2 separate regions of the Sus scrofa genome follow, and region 1 is linked to region 2. The links are chromatin contacts, called in public HiChIP or PLAC-seq maps. All regions are on one chromosome and are shown on one strand. Each heading gives the region's core, a stretch centred on a gene start, on an enhancer-like site or on the middle of the called end of the contact. The rest is flanking DNA. Distances are from core to core; before and after follow the strand shown.

Evidence for each region. HiChIP or PLAC-seq counts read pairs in DNA pulled down with a chosen protein or histone mark.
Region 1: a contact with region 2 is called in an H3K27ac HiChIP or PLAC-seq map of alveolar macrophages. The contact joins the promoter of TSC1 here to the promoter of GTF3C4 in region 2. A contact is called at or near these places in 2 of 5 promoter capture datasets (fetal skeletal muscle and liver), 1 of 47 Hi-C or Micro-C datasets (embryonic fibroblasts) and 1 of 2 datasets of contacts at active chromatin or transcription factors (alveolar macrophages).

The regions. Positions count from the first base shown.
Region 1 is chr1:272,683,521-272,691,026 of Sscrofa11.1, reverse strand. TSC1 (hamartin) reads left to right here and starts at 5,079. Exons shown (of 24, transcript XM_021070814.1): 1 at 5,079-5,160. LOC110256471 (a long non-coding RNA gene) reads right to left here and starts at 4,810. Exons shown (of 3, transcript XR_002338027.1): 1 at 3,907-4,810.
Region 2 is chr1:272,451,078-272,457,871 of Sscrofa11.1, reverse strand. It overlaps GTF3C4 (general transcription factor 3C polypeptide 4), which reads right to left and starts at 3,384. Exons shown (of 6, transcript XM_001929441.4): 1 at 3,204-3,384; 2 at 2,915-3,201. The coding sequence starts at 3,258. DDX31 (probable ATP-dependent RNA helicase DDX31) reads left to right here and starts at 3,477. Exons shown (of 20, transcript XM_003122262.5): 1 at 3,477-4,030. The coding sequence starts at 3,674.

The sequences.
Region 1 (7,506 bases), core at 3,830-6,329, 230 kb before region 2:
AGAGTTCTTCCAAATATGAGTGTAAATTGATTAATCTTTTCTCTTTTTTTTTTTTTTTTTTTGAGGCCACACCTGTGACATATGGAAGTTGCCAGGCTAGGGGGCAAATCGGAGCTACAGCTGTTGGCCTACACCACAGCCACTGCAACTCCAGATCCAAGCTGCGTCTGTGACCTACACCACAGCTCACGGCAACGCCGGATCCCCGACCCACTGAGCGAGGCCAGGGATGGAACCCGAAACCTCATGGATGCTATTGGGATTTGTTCCCACTGCACCACAATAGGGACTCCTGATGGTTTTTTTTATTAAAAGTAAGTCAGTGTAGGAGTGCCCATTGTGGCTCAGTGGAAACAAATCTGACTGGCATCCGTGAGGACGCAGGTTCGATCCCTGGCCTTGCTCAGTGGGTTAAGGATCCGGCATTGCCGTGAGCTGTGGTGGAGGTCGCAGAAGTGGTTCAGATCTGGCATTGCTGTGGCTGTGGTGTAGGCCAGCAGCTAGAGCTCCGATTCAACCTCTAGCCTGGGAACCTCCGTATGCCAAGGGTGAAGCCTTGAAAAGATAAAAGACAAAAAAAAAGTTAAGTCAGGGTAACATTTTTGGAGGTGACGGGTATGTTCAGTGCCTTGGTTGTGGTGATGGTATCACAGGTGTCTGCACTTGTCCAAAGTCATCAAGATGGGACATTAATGTGTGCGAGCTTCTGCATGTCAATCACACCTTCACAAAGCCACATTTTTTCTATGAACAGCCAAAAGCTGTAAGCCCATGCCTACTCTGTGACCCGGCAGTTTTACTCCTAATTGTGTATCCCAAAGAAATTCTCAGCTGGACTCATAAAGGATCAAGGACAGTGAGGTTTATTGCAGGGTTGTTTCCGGTGGCACAATGGGTGTTGTTCCCTGGGAGAGTCGGGGTGGGGGGGTGTAGGGGGAGGCGTAGGTCAGGGTAGCCTCTGATATGACTGAATAACTGCCCGCAGTTTAACCCACAAGCTGGATGTACACAAAGCCAAGTGCACGGAGCTTCAAAATAGAAAGCCGAGTGGGGGAAGAGGTAAGAAGCAGATTGCCAGCTCTGACACAGTCCATTTACCTAAGTTAAAAATACATGCACTAGGAGTTCCCTGGTGGCCTAGCGGTTAAGGACAGCATCGCTGCTATGGCTTGGGTCACTGCTGTGGCACAGGTTCAATTCCTGGCCCAGGAATCTCTGCATGCTGCAAATGCAGCTCCCCGCCAAATACATGCATATATTTATAGACATATATATGTCCATCCAGGCAGAGTGCTAGACAGGAAGGGGACAATGACAAGACCGGAGAGGCCGCGCTGATGGAGATCCTTGGGGGATTGTGTTGGGAGCCCGGACTCCATCCTGCACGAGATGTGACCTCTGAAGGCAGGGGGCTGCCACACAAAGAGCCAAGTGCAAAAGTACCACTCAAATGGATGAACTTATGACACTGAAAGGGACTTTTTTTTTGTCTTTTTAGGGCTGCACCCATGGCATATGGAAGGTCCCAGGTTAGGGGTCGAATAGGAACTGCAGCTGCCGGCCTACACCACAGCCACAGCAATGCTGGATCCGAGCCGCATCTGCTACCTACATCACAGCTCACGGCAACACTGGATCCTTAACTCACTGAGCGAGGCCAGAGATCGAACCTGCATTCTCACGGATACCAGTTGTGTTTGCTACTGCTGAGCCATGACGGGAACTCCAAAAGGGGTATATTTTTGACTAGCGGTGTCCTTCCAAAGGACTTCAAATCTCACGGCATCTGGAAGGCCTTTTGTTTGTGAGGGACCAAAACCCAACTGAAACTAGCATTGGCCAAAACAGTTTTTGTCTCCTGGCCCAGGTGAGGCTGGCCTCGGGAACTCGGGAATTTGAGCAGAAAACACCCTACATTCCTCTTTCCATCTGTGTCTCTGTTTCTCTCTGTCTTTTCCCATCTTTTGGCTGGACTCCCACAGAGCTTGATGGAGGGGAGGCGGGAGGGTCACAGATTCCTCATCCCAGGTTAGCGACCCCAGAGGAAAGACAGAATCTTCAACGTCCATGTGCAAAGACTCAAGGAAGCACCCTGATTGGCCCAACTTGAGTCACATGTCCAACTGTGCCAATCTCATTGGCCAGATGCCCGGGATCATGGTTGGCTGGGCCTGGTCCAGGTGTCTCTGGCTTGAGGTCGTGCTCTGGTCCTCCTCAGGAAGGGGAGGGGGAAACGTGCCTCTGAGGGTTCAGCCCTTCTGTTACCTGTCACCCTCAGCCAGGGTGACATGCTGGTGGGAGAAAGCCTGGCCACGGGAGCAGCTCCAGGGTCGTACATGGAAGGTAGTGGTCTGATTAACATCTATTCAGCCAACGACAAAAAACCAGAGGAGTTCCCTGGCGGCCTAGTGGTTAAGGGTCTGGTGGTATCACTGCCATGGCATGGGTTCGACCCCGGCCCAGGAACTTCTGCATGCCATGAGTGCAGCCACAAACAAAAATAAAGATAAAAACAGAAAAGCAAAAAATATCCAGGCAGCCCCTGGGCAGTGGCCAGAGATGGTGGCAGGGCTGCCTCTGCCCGTGCTTCCCAGCATGTTCTCACAGCCCCTGGTGGTCCATATGAAAAGAACAGTTACCCTTCTTCTTCCAGACACTGTATAAACAGTAACAGCGGGCTGATGGCCCCCTGGAGCACTGCTCCCTTCCAAGGAGGAGAGCATTCCAGCAGGATGAGGTCACGGGGAGCCAAGGAAAATTGGGGGAAGGGGAAGCGGCGGGGGTGGCTCCTGGGGCGGAGCTCTGGAGCTACGCCCATCCCTTGGCTCCATCCCTTGACCTAAGGCTCCCAATCACTGGTGGTCCCAGAATGTGCCGAGGTGTTAATGCAAAGGCAGGAGCCTGATCCTGGGCAATGGTCTGGGGCTGGGGGTAGGACCGGAAGAAGCCGGACCCCCTCTCCTCCCCCATCCCTTCCATCTCTGTGCCCCAAGCCGACTCTGCTGGGTGGTTACACAGATGAAGTCAGCATTTGCTGCATAATTCCAGCCAGTGACCAGATGCCACCTGCCAATGCCGCTGACAAAGTAATGAAACTAACATGTATTGAAATAGATGCTATGCTAGTAACAGCTTAACTGTCTCACTGAATCCACCCCAAGTCCCGGTTAGGTAGCTGTCATTATTACTGTTATTATTTTTATTTTTAGGGCTGCACCTGTGACGCATGCAAGTTCCCAGGCTAGGGGTCGAATTGGAGCTACAGCTGCCAGTCTACACCACAGCCACAGCAACGTGGAATCTGAGCCGCGTCTGCCATCTGTGCTGCAGCCTGCTGAAACGCCAGATCCTAAACCCATTGAGCGAGGCCAGGGATCGAACCCGCGTCCTCATGGAAACTAGTCCGGTTTGTTTCCGCTGAGCTATGACAGGAACTCCAGGTAGGCGTGACTATTACCCCTATGTTGCAGGTGAGGAAACTAAGGCTCCCCCAATTAGCAGAAGGGCAGAAACCTGCCTTCAGACTAGTCTGCTGAACCATGACCTCTTAGGCTGGTGGAACTCCCAGCTCAATGCCCACCTTCCCCATTAGCCAGTAGAGTTAGAAAAGTTGTGCACTGCTCAAGGGCTCCCAGGAGGCTTGGGAAGGGGTCAAAATACAGCTGGGTCTCTGCTCCCGTGCGCTGTGGGCCCAGAGGGCATGCCTTTTGCTACTTCTCACAAAGGCACCATACCGGCCAAGAGCAGCCCCACCCCAGATCTCGCCAGGCCTCTTGGAATTCTGACAGCCCCCTTGACAGCACCCAGCATGCTGACCACTCAGAGAGCAGGCCCCTTAAACCATATGGGGCCTTGCATTGTGACTCAATTGGTTCCCATGACAAACCTGTTATTCCCATAACTCACCCAGCATTTATTGCCTCCAGCCGCTTGCTTCTTTGGTTCTTGGCCTGGAATACCCTTTTCTCCCCAGAAGCCTCTCCCGATTCTATTTCATGAAACCTACCTTTCTTTTAAAACCCAGCAGGAGGCCCACTCTTTCAAAAAGCCTTTTGAGACCCCACAGTGGGACGTCACCTCATTCTCTGCGGCCTCTCTCACACCTCTTTGCTTTGCTTTGCTTTGGTGCCTAGCGCTCACCATCACCTGCCTCAGATACCAACCATCACCTTTACCTGGCCTGGGTCACTGTGCTAAACACTCTCCATACTTTTCCTCCAGGAATCCTCCCGTCACTCATGTTACCATGCCCATTTCATAGAGGAAGAAACTGAGGCTCAAGGGACCTCAAGACTTGCGCAGATTTACACAGCTAGGAAGAAGCAGAGGAGGCACCGAATGGAGGGGTTCTGCTTCGAAAGATGCCTGCCCTGCTTAGGGTGGTTTTCCACATAACGTCGGAAATGTTAGCAACCTGAGGTTAGCAGCCACCGTGGTTCTTCGCAGCCCCAGAGATGCGCTTTGGCAAATACTCTGCGAAGGACAGAGGTTGCCCTGGTGCAGCTTTGCTCCTTTCCTAGCGATGAACTCCTTTAAAGATCTAAAGCAGACCCTTCCTCCACAGAGGTACCCACTGGCTCCTTGGGAAACAAGATCGCAGCTCTGCGGCCGGGAACGGGGAGACCCTGGGCCGGGAGCGGGGGCACCCGGATCTGTGAGCGGAGACACAGCATCGGAAAAGCAGCAGACACACAACCACACCCAGCCGGGAGAACTTGTTTACGCCTCTTGCACGGCCCCTCCCGCCGGGCCCGGCCACGTGACCCGCCCCGCCCCTCGCTCTCTCGCGTGGCTCCTCCCGCCGCGCCGGCCTTCTTTTTGCCTCCTTCGGAGTCACAAGATCTCTCAGCGGCCCCCTTTCGGAATCCTTCCGCCCGTCCCCGCCCCCTGCCTCACAAACTCTTCTAGGTTCTTTCTCGATCGGTTAGCACCGTCAGGAATGAGAAAGGACGTCCTCTTCCGTCCCAAGGGGCTGCAGGCCGCGGTCATCTGTCGTCGGGCTCGAGGGGCAGGCGACGTCTCGCTGGGGACTCTTTTTCGTGGCGGAGGCTGCCGCCGGCTGTGGGCATTTCACGACGGGGGGAGGTGCTGTACGTCCAAGATGGCGGCGCCCTGTAGGCTGGAGGAACTGTGAGGTAAACAGCTGAGGGGGAGGAGACGGTGGGTGAGTATGGGGGTGTCCCCCCCTCCTTTTCACGGGGGCTTCTCGGGGCATTCCTGGCACCATGACCCTAGTCCGGGAGGCCCTGCGGGGCTGGGGCAAGGGGCCCACTTGCCGGGGAAGGGACTCCGGGAAGGGGGTTTCGGAGAGCGTTCCCCTCCCTCTTGTTACTCGCAGTCTGTGGCCGGGCCCGGCGGGGCTGGAGGGTCTCTAGGGAGGAGAGGCGGCCCCGGCCGGCGCCTCGCCCTCCTCGGCGGCGGAGGGACGGCTGCACCCCCCAGGCCGCGGTGCCGACGGCAGGGGTGAGGTGGGCCCCTTCGCCAGCCCCTCGCTTGGTGGGGTGACAGGTTCCCGCGGGGTGCGGAGAGCGGGGGGAGGCCCTCGCCGGAGGGGAGAGGCCGGGTGGTGGGGCTGGTCCCGGGGCTGGAGGAGAGCGGTCAAGGGTAGGGGGCGGGGAATGAATGGAGGCTGCCTGTGGGCATCGCGGACCCGCCGGGATTCGGCGTCTCCGCCGAAAGGTGCACGACCGGAGTGCCTCGCTCCAGGTGTGCTTGTGGGTGTGTAATCGACGACGAAAGACAGTTACCTTCGAGTCAGCAGAGGTGGTTCTTAGGAGACAGCGGTGTGCAGAGCCACTCCTAGACGCTCATTCATTCATTTGAGGAACTGGAGGGTGAGGAGTCCGCAGTCCGAGAGACCTTTAGAATTAAAGCTCTTTCTTTGTGTTTCCCGTTAGAGTTTTTGCTTCATGTGTTTTGGATTCGGAGGTAGGGATGGGGGGCTCCTGCCTGCTAACCACAGCTTGTTTATGGAGCAGCCCCGGTGGAGGTGCTTTGCAGTCATCGTCTCCTTTGGCCCCCAAGACAAAGAGGAGAGGCAGCCACTCCATTACTCAGATGGAGAAACTGAGGCCCAGAGATGTTAGGGTGCCTTGTCCAAGGTTGCTCCTCCTAAGATGATCTGACCAGGACTCGAACTGGGGTCCAGCTGATTCCAAGACTATGCTCCTATCTTTATTTGTACTCACATGACTAATTTATCTGTTATTTGATCCAAGCTAGTCTGTCATTCTAATTAGGTGGTTAGAATTAATCAGTTGGCCTAGGTTTGTGCATAAGTGACCGTTTGTGTGCGCGCGTGTGCGTGATTTTGGAGAGAGGTGCACTTGGTTATATACCAGAGCTTTTGTTTGGGATGGCAGTATAGTGCCTGTAAACATGTTAGTCTAAATTAGGCTGGAAAGTGTTTGCTGTTTTCATAAAACTGATGCATTTACTGCAGAAGGGAGCCTTGCTAAAAATCCTTGCTGGATTTTTAATAGAAAGCATAGAAATAGCACTTCCCTTTACATAGAGTAAGCTGTAAAAGTACTAAAATAGAATAATACTCTTCTGAGATACTGATTTATAATTTTGGGATCAACTTGGAGTCGCCTGAATTCAAACCTCCTGGCAAAGTGGAGCTGTAAATTTCAAGAAGCATTATGAACCCGACCCTTGTGGGAGCCCCTGATTTACTGAACAACCACCTGTGATTCTTAAGTTGAACATTCTGGAGTAAACCTGGAGTATGCAAATGTGGAAACTGATTTAGGGTTGTGCAGGGAAATGCACCTTTAACAGTCATGCATCAGGCAAATGAGGCTCCTCAGAAACACTGAAACATTCTTTGCTATTGCCCTGGGGAGCTGCAGCATCTTCCTCTAACCACCTGGTATAAACTTAAGGGGTATTTATAGAAGATGTAAATGGAAAATATCCTTTTACCAAAGTGAATATCTTATCCCAAACACTCTTATATCACGTGTGTGGCGAGGCAGATGATGTAAGCCTTCCTTGCCTCATGCTTTTCCTGGTGTCACAAAGACTTTGGTAGGTTCCTAAATTCCTAGTTAGACAGAGTCTTAGGTGACTACAGGCGTTCTTATTTTCCTTAAATTGGAATGTCCCAAATCCCATGACTCAGTTGTACTCTTCCTCGCTGGGTTGACAGCAAAGACTGCTGCTCTGGGGGGTGTCATATGATGCTTTCTGTGCTCGCCTGTTTTCTTGTGAGGTGAAACTGGACAGTCTTACTAGGACAAATCAAATACATACTGTCTGCGTGATGTTTCCAGAATAATGAAAGGTGTCCAGCAGAACCTTCTTGCTCAGATGTCCGGCCTCATAGTAGGTAGACTTGGATATTCATTCGGTCTTTGAGGACGCTCTGGATATTCCTTTTAGAAGAAGTCATAGGTGATTCTGATGCGCATCAGAGGTAGAGGACCAGTGGCTAAGGTATCAATTTGGCTGTTTTTCTTTTAATTTATAATTTATGGCAGAGGCTTTTCTTAAAATAGCATC
Region 2 (6,794 bases), core at 2,135-4,634:
CATTCATTCACCAGGCCGGGCTAGTCTAGTAAGACTGCTAATTGACTGAGAGTTTCTGTGATGTGCTTACCAAAGAACAGTACAGAAAGGGAAGGTGCCACTAGTTAATTTCAGGAAAGCTACCAGTTATCAGAAGGATATACAGATTGCCTATGACTCATTTGCCAGTCGTGGAACAAATGATGGAGTCAAACTGTTACCACAACACAGTCCTAGAGGTATCTTCACATCCACAGTCACAGCACTGATCCAGTCTCCTTCCTTCACACCTGCAGGCCTGCGTTTCCCACCTGGAGCATTTGCAGTGTGCCAGGAACCGTGCTAAGGGGTTACATGTGGATACGCACACATGTATTACATGGAAAAAATCCACCTATACATATACTTATAATCTGCCAAAAATTCTTTGTGTGTGTGTGTGTGTCTTTTCTAGGGCCACACCCTGGGCATATGGAGGTTCCCAGGCTAGGGGTCTAATCGGAGCTATAGCCACCGGCCTACACCGCAGCCACAGCAACGTGGGATCCGAGCCGCATCTGCGACCCACACCACAGCTCATGGCAACACCGGATCCTTAGCCCACTGAGCGAGGCCAGGGATCGAACCTTCAACCTCATGGTTCCTAGTCGGATTCGTTAACCACTGTGCCACAAGGGGAACTCCCAAAAATTCTAAATAAGTTTATTATCCTCCCTTTATGGAGAGGCCCATCTTGCTATCCTGTGCCAAAGCTCAATCTCTTAATCCCTAGTTTATCCTGACTCTTCACCATCATCTTCCTGCCTCTACTCCAGCCAGATTCACATTCATGAGCTTTACCAGGTCATCCACGTTTAAGATACTATCATAGCACTCAAGGCTTCGTAGCTTGAAGCCAGCCTCCTCAGACTGACCTGCATGTCCCCACACTGGCCCCACCTTACTTTCTCTGACTCGCCAGGAAAGCTACCTGCACCCACTGATGAGCTGTCATTACTTACTCAAACACCAGCAGGTTACCTTCGTGGCTTGGACGCAGTGTGTGAGATGGGCACCTCCTTCCCACTACCTGCGGGACGCTTTCCTCCCTTCCTCCTACAACCCAAACCTTACTCCCCCCCGGACCCCCAAGGTCTGCTGCAGATTTACCACCAAATAACCTTCCTTGATGAGTGCGACACACTTAAAATTTCTTCTAGTTGACTGTGCATATGAGCATCCTTAGCAACAGTAAACTCCTTTTCAGCAGAGGATACACCTTTTCAGATCCCTCTGTTCTGCTTCCCTCCTTAGGTGTTTCTAAATTCCATAGCATTACCACCATCTATCCCCCTGATTTGTTTATACTTGAACCAACGGGTGCACAATCATACAAGTTGACCAATGACATGAGTGCTTAACCATACTGGTTTACCAATGATCTAATTCAACATCAACTGTCCGTTTCAAACTTAAATCAGGAATGCTGACAAGTGGTGCAGGTTCCCCGAACCCTACCCACAGTTAATGATTCACTTGTTAAACAGCTGTGCAGAGTAAGTTAAAAAAAAAACCCAACTTCACTCACATAAATATGTTCTCTGTATACAGAGACATCTTGACACGGCTTATCACTATCTAGTGTGACACCGTTATTTGGTCATGACTTGCCAAAAGAATGTAAGCTCCACGAGGCCAGGGTCTTTGTTTTTCACAATGCTTTACTTCCAGAGCCTAGACTGGTGCCTAGCTTATCCAAAGTGGTATTCAAAAATGTCCTGAAAGATATACACTTTGGTAATTGTATAAATGCCTACAGATTCATAAAGAAAATGGAGAAAGTTTTAATACTTTTAAACTATTAAAATGAACAAACAATACGACTGAAGACTTAAAAAAAATAATTTGGGAGTTCCCGTCGTGGCATAGCAGAAATGAATCCGACTAGGAACCATGAGGTTGGGGGTTCGATCCCTGGCCTCGATCAGTGGGTTAAGGATCCAGCATTGCTGTGAGTTGTGGTGTAGGTTGAAGATGCAGCAAAGATCTGAGGAGGCTGTGGTGTAAGTCAGTGGCTACAGCTCTGATTCGACCCCTAGCCTGGGAACCTCCATATGCCCAGGATGCGGTCCTAAAAAGACAAAAAAAAAAAAAAAAAAAAAAAAAAAAAATTGAAAATGGTGATGATAAAACAATAAAACTTCAGGAGCCCTGAAGTTCTGAAGGCAAACTTTGTTAATATGAAGCCAAAAGCACTAAATCTACACGGAGATCTTGGGCTTGAAGTTTAAAACTGCACTGAAGTTTAAGAATTTCCAGAGGCCTTATTTTTTCATGCCACATCCGAAAAAATTTCAATTATTGAAGAAAAACTGGAGTACTAACCCCTACATCCATATTTATTTATCCATCTGCCCAAGATGAGAAACAAGGACCATTTCATAATAAAGTCACTGAAACAGGTAAGACGATGGAGCAAGCCAATTTTTCTCCTCCAAAGCCAAAGAGGCGCAGGGAGAGGGCACATCACAGTAAACAAAGCCAGCCGAGGTCCTCGGGGAGCAAGCCCCAGACAATAGGAGCGACGGTCGAGGCAGGTCTGGGGTTGGGTCAACAGGGGGTGGAGCCTCAGAAAAGACCAAGGAAAGAAAATCTACACTAGCAGCCGGCCCGACGCAGGGGTGAGGGAAGAAGCTGGCTCCGAGAGGGAGCTCCCGAAATACACGTGTATTTGTGTCAGGAGGAAGTGTGAGATCCGGGAAACGGAGCACAAAAGGCTAGATTTGTTGTTTGTTGTTTTAAGCTACGATGACCCTAGCGGCTTATCCCCAAGCGCTGGGTGCAAGGAGGGGAATCCCGGGACTAGGCGTGGGTCGGGATTCCCCAGGGACCGGTGACGCGGCCGCGGGAGGGGAGTAGGAGGAGATCCCAGGGCTGGGGCCCGGGGATGACTTACTTTGAGGAGGCAGCTGTTGAGAGGCGCGGGCACGGAGGTGCGGTGGATAACCAGGTCCTGGCCCGGGTTGTGCACGTCGCAGATGAGCTCCAGCACAGCGATGCTACGGGCGGTGGACACCGACACGCGGTGGTCCTCGGACCACGCCAGCGGCTCCAGGCCGCTCACCGCATACTGCAGCCTCACGGCCGGCTCCCGCCGAGTCACCAGGAGGCGGAACGCGGCGCTGGGCCCGGGGGCCGGGTCCGCCACCGGCCCCTTCCCGCCCGCCTCGCCCTCTTCTTCCTCGGCGGCGCAGGCCGGTCGGCCGCGGGCCCCACCCGGGCCTTGTCGGCCGTATTCATCTCCCCTCAGAGGCTGAAGCCGGACCCCGGGCGCGCCAACTCCGCGTCGCCGTCCGGTTGCCGCCTCTTGCACCGCGGCCGCCGGCCCCCAGCGCCCTCCGCGGCGGTTTTCTTCCCCTTAGGCCCGGAGCGCCGCCGAGCCAGGAAGGACCCCGCCGTTGCTAGGCGACCCAGCCCTGCCAGGTGGCCAAGGCGCTGCCTGTAAAAAACGCGCCTCCTCCGCGGGCTGGACCGCGGGTGGGCAAGGGGCACGCAGCCGCGAGGATCCCCACCGGGTGATCGAGCCCCAGGCCCCTTTAGGGACCTCCCGGGGCAACTAAATGCTGGGGAAAGAGTAACCCGGTGGCAAAGGAAGGAATGCTGGTTAGACCAGGCACGCCTTTTCTTCTGGAGGAATTCAAAGAGCTGCACAAGCATGAACTCTGGGGTCGAGTGGGACTTGGCACCTCTGCCGCAGGCCAGGCCACGAGGGGCTCAAGCGGGGCAGCCCCCCACGCGCTGCGGCCCCAGCCCCGAGCGGCGCGGGCCGTGCGTTTGCAGACCTTCCGGGACCCGGAAGGGGCGCGGGCGCAGGACCCTGCGGGGCAGCTACGCGGGGTCCTCGCGCGCGTCCCACGTGGGGCCGAGCCGAGCGGCGGGGCCGGTTCGAGAGACCCAGACGCGCCTTTCTGCCGGCATGGCAGCCGCCGGTGGAGCGCTCCTCCACGTTCCCGAGCCCCGCGCCGCAGCCCCCAGGACGTTCTCCAGGCCCCGCCCGGCGCAGGCGAGGCAGGTGAGTTCTGCCCCGATTTCAGATTCGTTCGCACCCGGGGCCGCTGCGCGCCGTGAGCTGCCGCCTTGCCTTTTGGTCGGGGTTCGAAGTTCAGGGGGCAAAGCCAGGCGTCGGGCAGCTTCTGGAGGAGTCGCTGAGCAGCGCGGGTCTGAGACCCGGACACCATCCTGCGGAGAGGGGGTCTCGGAGGGAACGGAGTGGGTGTGGAGGGGTGGGGGCCGGCTCGGGCTGCTAGTCGGAGGTAGCGGCGGGGACCTGAGGCTGCCTCCCAGAGAAACTGGGGACTGACGCTTGGGCGGAAGCCCCAGCCCCGTCACTCACCAGCCGTGTCTCTAAACTTATCTTAGCCGCCGTTTTCTCGACTCTAAGGGTCGTTTGTTTCCGGAATGAGAACTGGAAACTAGAGAGTTTTTTGAAGTTTTCCAAGATGGGATGTATTTTCACCCACGTGCAATGAAGGGAAGAGAAAATACACCTAGTCAATGTGGTCACCTCATTAGGTGAGAGAAAGATGCCCTACATTTAACCCAAGCCAAAGCTGAAAATCGGTTTTTAAGGTGGTTCACTAGGCTCCTAGAAAAGAGGAGAAGCAGAAAATTCATACGTTGTCATAAAAACCAGGACGGCTACAGCTTGAAGGCAAGGAAAGTGTGTTTATGTGTGTTTTCTCGAAAAAGCAACACTTAATTCTTTTGAAAAATTAAATGCCAAAGTTTAATTGGTTCTTTTCCTTTCAAACAACGTGGTGATGCTGAAATTCATTGAGTTCAGGTAAGCTCCCATCATCCAACGCCCACTGTGTTATCTTCCGGATTTGTGTGTGTGTGTGTGTGATATTCAGCTTTAGGATTTAGAGACTGTGAGTAAAGTTTTCACCTGGGCGGTGGTGTAGCTGCATCTGTGCCGGAGGGGGAAGGGAAACTACAGAAGAGCCAGTTGGGAACACAGGATTTGGAGCAGGATGGATTTGGATTCCATGTGAGCTTTGCAACATGCTAAGCTCTGTGACCCTAGAGAAGTCACGTCACCTCTCTGATCGTTACTCTTCCTATCCATAAATGGAGAACAGTCATTTCCACTTCGTATGAGGTTATTATAAAGATTAAATGAGATAATACGCTCAAAGACTGTACATTTTCTGATCCATAGGAGCACTCAATAAATGTCAGCGATTCAAAAATAAAGTCATACTGGCTCCGTTGTGGGTAATAGAATCGCTGTATCAGGAGGTCATTAGGGTGCTTGTGCCAAGTACTTAGTAATTAACACATAGAAAGCACTTGCTAAAATTTTGTGGGATGGATTGAATAGGTAAATGTAAGATATCAGGTTTTTTTTTTTTTTTTTAGATTTTTGAACTTTTTTTTTTTTGTCTTTTGTCTTTTTTTTGTTGTTGTTGCTGATATCAGGTTTCATGATTGCTTGAGACACTGTATCAAAAGGATGTTAAGAAGGTGGTGACAGTCTTTTGCTGTGGCCTTGTCCACACCTACGTTTTTGTTTGTCTTGAATAAGCATTGTGTATATATGTTGATCACATTTGCTCATAGCCTCAACTTGGGATGAGTAGCTAATATACTAGGTTTACAAAGATCTTGACAGCTTAAATTACGCTGTTTCTAACACTATGCAGAATGTCTTGTTTCTTTAAAAAAAGTGGTTTATTATAGGAAATTTGGGAAGTAGTAAAAAAAAAAAAAGTACGCGTGAATGCCATACTCAGAGGTAACACTGGGTAACGTTTTGGTGTATGTTCTTCTAGAAGACAATGCAAAACATAGTAGGGGTCAGACTATACAGGGTGTTTCCTAACCAGGAGTTCTCATTGTGGCTTAGTGGTAATGAACTTGACTAGTATCCTTGAGGATGTGGGTTCGATCCCTGGCCTCGCTCAGTGGGTTAAGGATCTGGCGTAGCCGTGAGCTGTGGTGAAGGTTGCAGACAAGGCTCGGGTCTTGTGTTGACTGTGGCTACGGCAGTAGGCCTGCTGCTGCAGCTCTGACTGGACCCCTAGCCTGGGAACTTCTACATGCCACAGGTGTGGCCCTAAAAGCAAAAAATAAAAAAATTAAAAAAAAAAAAGGATACAATTACTAAATGGGATTGTAGCATTATTGTTGGAAACAGTGCTGTCATCTTAAAATAGGATGGGTGTTCTCATTGTGGCTCAGTGGGTTAAGAACCCAAGTATCCATGAGGGTTCGGGTTTGACCCCAGCCCTCGCTCAGTGGGTTAAGGATCCAGCATTGTGGCATAAGTTGCAGATGTAGCTTGGGTCTGGCATTGCTGTGGCTGTGGCGTAGGCAGGCAGCTACAGCTCAGATTTGACCCCTCGCCTGGGAAGTTCTATATATGCTTCAGGTGCAGCCCTAAAAATTAAAAAAAAAAAAGGAGGAGGGGAATGATGCCACTGCTGTGTGGAGAAGTGAGGAAATTCACGCGAGAACTTGGCATACTGACCTGCCAGGTGTACAGTAACGATTCAGTGTGGTTGTTAGTGTGGAGTGTTCGGGCCGGAGGAGCCCCCCAGGTCGGGTGCTGCAACCAACCCCTCATCACGCACGCATGTGCAAGAGCAGACTCGGGGACCCGCTAATTTTTAGAAGCTCCGGATACGTCCTTGCTCCTCTGCTCAGATGCATCTCGTGAAGCACTGCCGCTTCTCTGCCTGCCTTCCCCTCGCTGAAGGCCATGGCAGTCTTTCTTCTTGTTTTGTCCCCTTATAGCCCTTTGTCCGTGCCTCTTCTGAACTACAAATATAGGT